2 separate regions of the Anser cygnoides genome follow, and region 2 is linked to region 1. Evidence: chromatin contacts called from public Hi-C data. All regions are on one chromosome and are shown on one strand. The core of a region is the stretch at or near the end of the contact, and the rest is flanking DNA. Distances in the headings are between cores, read along the strand shown. Region 1 holds the start of PRRC2B (proline rich coiled-coil 2B). Region 2 overlaps FAM78A (family with sequence similarity 78 member A).

Evidence for each region. Hi-C and Micro-C count contacts between places; a contact is called where the count stands out from the background.
Region 2: a contact with region 1 is called in a Hi-C map of liver, with 2.4 times the contacts expected there. The contact joins the enhancer-like site here to the promoter of PRRC2B in region 1. A contact is called at or near these places in 2 of 7 Hi-C or Micro-C datasets (both in liver).

The regions. Positions count from the first base shown.
Region 1 is chr20:5,333,238-5,335,767 of Taihu_goose_T2T_genome, forward strand. PRRC2B (proline rich coiled-coil 2B) reads right to left here and starts at 1,269. Exons shown (of 31, transcript XM_066980795.1): 1 at 1,038-1,269.
Region 2 is chr20:5,380,488-5,383,017 of Taihu_goose_T2T_genome, forward strand. It overlaps FAM78A (family with sequence similarity 78 member A), which reads left to right. Exons shown (of 2, transcript XM_013193990.3): 2 at 1-212. Among named protein-coding and RNA genes, the nearest start is that of FAM78A, 13 kb to the left of the region's middle. Within about 2 kb of position 1,269, at least 1 of the 3 cell types and tissues checked has open chromatin away from gene starts, as enhancers often do. A contact at or near this core is called in liver, where this site is marked.

The DNA of each region.
Region 1 (2,530 bases), core at 19-2,518:
ACAAAACCCCAAACTCCCAGCTCATTCAAACCTGGTCAGCTCTGATTTCCCAGACGAGGGGGTTGCCTGTAGTCACCTTAACAAAAAAAAAAACAAAAAACCCTGCTAGCTGCTACCCAGCACCCTGAGCAAACCCTCCCCTCCGAGCCCAGCACCTGCACCCAGGACCCCCGTTAGGGTCCCCCTGCGTTGCAACAGACGCCCTCCCACCCACCCCGAGCTGTAAAACTCCTTCTCGAAGCAAAAACACCTTTCCAAACCTACCTAGCGAGCTCGCCGAGCGCCAAAACACCCCGACTGCATCCTCCTTTCCCCCAGCTGCAGGGTGAGCCCCCCCCTTTTCCCCTCTCATGGACGGGGGGGGGACCCGGCCTGCATTTTTCATCGCTCGGCCTCAGGAACCCTTTTGTGGGCTCCCTCACGACAACAAAACGAGGCAGCCTTCGCCGTGCCATCCCCCTTGTTTTTGCTGCGAGGCGCACGGCGCGACAAAAATATCTTTGTGTCACACTCGAGGCGAGGAGGAAAAACAAGCTGCCTGCGCGGCGGGCTGCGAGGCCGCCCCCAGCCCCCGGGGGGGGGGTGTGTGTGTGAGGGTGAGGGGGGGCCCGGCCCAGGGGGGAGCCCCAAAAACCCCCAAATCCACCCCAAGTCTCCCCCAGGCCTCAGCGCGGCCCTCGCAGGGGGGAATGGGGGAACGGGGAGGGGGGGGGGGGCGGCGGCCAGGCCCGCATCGGCCCCAGACGCCCCCAGCACCCCGGGGGGGGGCCACACACAATAAACACCGGCGGCCAAAGCAGCCCCAAACAGCGGGAGGGAGCCCCCACACCCCCATTTGTTGTGGGGACACCCTCGGCGGGGAGGCCGCGGGGTGCCGCAGCCGCTGGCTCCGGCTCCATTTTAGGGCTGCCTCGTCCCACCTTCCCTCTCCCTCCCCCTTCCTCCTCCCTCCTTCTCCTCCTCCTCCCTCGCCCTCCCCCGGCCCCACTCACCGCCCCAAATATCCGCGGCCGCCGCCGCCGGCCCCCGATACCCACCTGTGGGGGTGGCGGGGAGCCGGGAGCGCCTGAGGAGCCGGGTGCCGAGGGGCGACGGGCGCGGGGCGCGGCGGATGGCGGCGGATTGCGCGGCGGCGGCGGGGCGATACGGGTTCTCGCTGCCGCTGCCGCCTCCTCCTCCTCCTCCTTCTCCTCCCCCGGCCCGGCCTGTCAATCCCGCCCGGGAGGGCGCCGCGCCGCCGCCCTCCGCACAGCGCCGCCTGCAGAGCCCCGCCGGCCAGGCGACTGAGGGGCGGCCCAAGATGGAGGAGGAGGAGGAGGAGGAGGAGGAGGAAAGGGGCAGAGCTGCGGCCTGACGGCTTCCTCCAGCACCAGCCCAGCTCTCCACCCCCAGCCCCGCTCTCCACACAGCCGGAGCAGGCTCTCGCTCAGCTCTGAGGGGAGATTGTTTCCCCGAGGGGGGATTTTTTCCCCGCAGAGTCAGCAGGGCTGGCTGCCTCACCACACAGCGAGCCCCTCACGAGGGTATTAAGAGGGGCTGGGGACAGCAAAGTCACCCAACGCACCCCATCCCACCCAGTCTGCCCACAACGTGCCACACACAAGCCCCAAGTGCACCGCCACATCCCCCCACAGCAGTCCTGAGCTCAAACCACTCACCCTAGGGATACCTTCAAGGGAACTGCAAGAGACTTTCCCTGAAGTTTTTGCCTCCTTGTTGAGGCCAACCAGGGCAGGGCAGCAGGGCAATGGCTGTTGTGGGGATTTTTGTCCAGCCAGAGCCTTTCCCTTTCACAGACAGCAGTGAAGTCAGCCTGGCATGCCTCCCTGATTCTATGGGCAACCTGGAGGAACTGCCCCCTGGAAGGATTTCACTCCAGAAATACAGTTAATTTTTTTCCATTCACAATGATGGAAGTGAATGCAGCAGGGCAAGTAAGCACTTCTATCCTGAAACAAAACCTTACCCAGCCATAAAATACAAGTAGCCTCATGAGGCAAGCCTTGAATCCCACAGGCTTGAACAGAGCCACAGGTCAACACAATGTGAGCAGCATTCCTGGCAAGAAGTTTGCACTAAAAGTGTTGTAGTAGTTGCCATGAAGTGCAGTTCCTCACCCAGGGCATCTTCCGTAGCTTGGGAGTTGTCTCCTCACATGCAAGGCCAAAATATTTTCCCCTTTATTTTTCCTTTCCTGTCCTGTAACACACATGGGTGTTCAGCAGTGTGACAGCTTACATTTTGTGGTGAAAGGCCAGGCTGTAGGTATACATGCATTTATTTTTTTTTTTTAGAAACCATCCAGCGGTTTTTGAAAATGACAAGCAGGCCATTTTTAGGGTGGTTTTAATTAGAGAAAAGTCACTAAAAATCCTTAAAATCTGGGCTTACTTAATATTTTCAGGATCTCTGCATATGATACATTCCTCTGCTTTGCCTCAAAGGTGGCCCTGAAGTTTCTAAATTATGCCCGTTTCTAACCATCTTGGCAGGGGCCACCACAGTGACAAAAAAGCCTCTAAAAAATAGG
Region 2 (2,530 bases), core at 19-2,518, 47 kb after region 1:
AGACCCAGCTGAGTAGTAAATATAAAACTCAAATTTCACATTGGGGTCAGCTTTGCATGGACTTCTCCCCTCCCAAAGAATGCCTTTATCCCGTGCCTAGTTTGAAACGTGGCCCCCCACCTCCATTCACACCACCGGACGCAGCACAGAAAAGGGATGCTGCCTCTCTCGAGATTTCATGCTTTGTGATTAAAAGTGATGTTTTTTTCCAATGCTGCTTCATTGCAAAACTGACGAGGACAGATCGTTTGAATATAAAAGGAATGGTGGCTGGAAGTGACAGGCGCTACAGACACCGCTGCTCGTGGGGCTGGTTAGAACGGGGGCCCAGGGCATCCTGCACCGAGCGGCTGCAGTCAGCAGAGGTAAAGCGAGCTCCTGCTCGGGCAGCTTTGCGCAGCCAAGCTGGGGTGCCTGGGGTTGCCCTGGGGGAGTGATGGAGCACCACCATGGGGTACCCTGCACCTGAGACCGCCCCTGCCCAGCGGGGCCAGCAGCCTCACCGCTCCCACCTGCGGTACCCAGCACCGCTCCTGCTCTCCCCACCTTCCTGCTCCCGACACCCAGACGGGGGCAGGAGCCCAGCAGAGCGAACCAAGGTACCAAGCAGTGGTGGGGAGGGTTAGACCCGTTCAGCCAGTGCAGCAGAGAGCGAGGCTGGCCCCGGCAGCACTCCGAGGGCTGCCCGAGCGCCGCGTCCTCCCGGCCATCCTTGCCCTGGTTCGCGGCGCAGCAATAAGAATCGTCCTTGGTCTTGCAGAGATACTGTGAAAACAAAACCACGATGTACCAAGTCTGGACACTTACGGCGATGTAAAAACAAAACCCTGCTTTTATAACAGACAGAAAAAATAAAGTGAAATTTTCAAACGCGTCTGCCTGGTGTCGTTAGGGCGGTGGCTGTTTTTACCCAAAAAGTTCCACCACCTCTGCGCTCACGTTTTCAAGACTGATAAACACCCTGTTTACCGGGAGTGCATTTTCTCTCTGTTTCAGCTCTTACGCTGCATCAGATAGAGAGGAGGTTTCTGGTTAAAAATACCAGCCAGCATCCTGCATTTTTCATTACCATGCTGCCGCGTGCCTTGTGATGGAAGGACGGCGCTGATGTGGTTGGAGCAGCTCCGGGGGCAGACAGCAGCTGAACTTCCACAGTTCAGCTTCCTGCTGCTGCTTGCTTCTTTAGCAGAAGACGAGCGGTAGCTGTAAATGCTGCATCTGCAGAGAGGCGACCTGCCTGGAGTAAGGAGAGCCTGCTGCACCCTTCTGAGGTTGTAGCCAGCCTTTGCAGCCCGAAAGCCTTTCTTGCATGCTTCTGCCAGCAGCAGCCGAGCTGCTCCCAGCCTGCAAAACTCCTGGGTACGTGTGGGCATGAGACATGAACAGCAGCCACGTACCCTGCTTGGCAGGGCCACGCCAGCACACAGCGGCGTAACAGACACAAACGCTGCAGGGGAAGGGGGGAAGCGAAGCGCAGGGGAGGGCACGGCTCGGGGAAAGGAATTTGCACGGACGGAGCCCGCACAGACGAGAGGACAGGTTCTGAGTGGGATTCGTTTCCACAGTGGAAACTCTCCAGCCTCATCTGTTGATAGCAGGCTAAATTTAGATGTCCTACTTTCGGAGGGAGGAGGGGGAGAGGGGATCCGAGGCAGCGCACAGCTGCTTTGGGTGACACCCTGAAAACGCCGGGGCACTTATTGTCTGCACGGAGACACTAAAAACCTCCTGGAAGGATCAGGAGGGGGGGAAGGACATCGGCTGCCAGACCCAGCAGAGCCGGGGTGATGCCGGAATAAATCCCCGACGCCTGTGCGCTCGCGGATGCTGAGGCTCCAGCTGAAGCCGCACCCTTCTAGAGGTTTTACTGCTCGCTTCGTGATTTTCTAACCTTGGTTTGAAGCAGGCAGGCAACGGTTCCTTGATTTGCAGAAATACCCTGCTTGCCTCCACTGGCCTTGCCCAAAACTTTTTGCAGGGGACTTCCCTCTGCTGACGCAAATCAGGTTTTGTTTCCTATTTCTTCTATCTCACATCTTGGTAAGCTGTGCACATGCAGCAGCTGCAAACACCGCTTTTATCCCTCCATGTTTTCAAGCTTTAAAGCAAGTATTTTTCAGCAACACACTGACATGGATTGCAGAACCTTGAAGCATCTACTCAAAACCCACACCGTGCCATGCGCTGCGTGCACATAATTAGAACAGAGCTCCTCCGACAGCCTGCACCAAGGTTCCCAAGGCTGCCTTTAAAAATCGGCCAAGTGCCCCCCAGCAGCCTGTTGGGTGCGGAGCCCTGGCAAACACAGCAGAGCAGCTCTGGGGAGCCAGGTCCAAACCTACAACAATTCATAATTTTGGGGTGGCCTTGCATTTCCCCTTCAAAATATATTAGTGGCTTGTTTCACCTCTGACCTTGCTAACACCCATTTAATCCCAGCACGGTGACACTGGAAGCTCCTGGCACCTGCAAAGCAGAGCTGCCCTGAGGCAGACCCTTTCCTACCAGCTCAATTCTTCGACAGCCACCG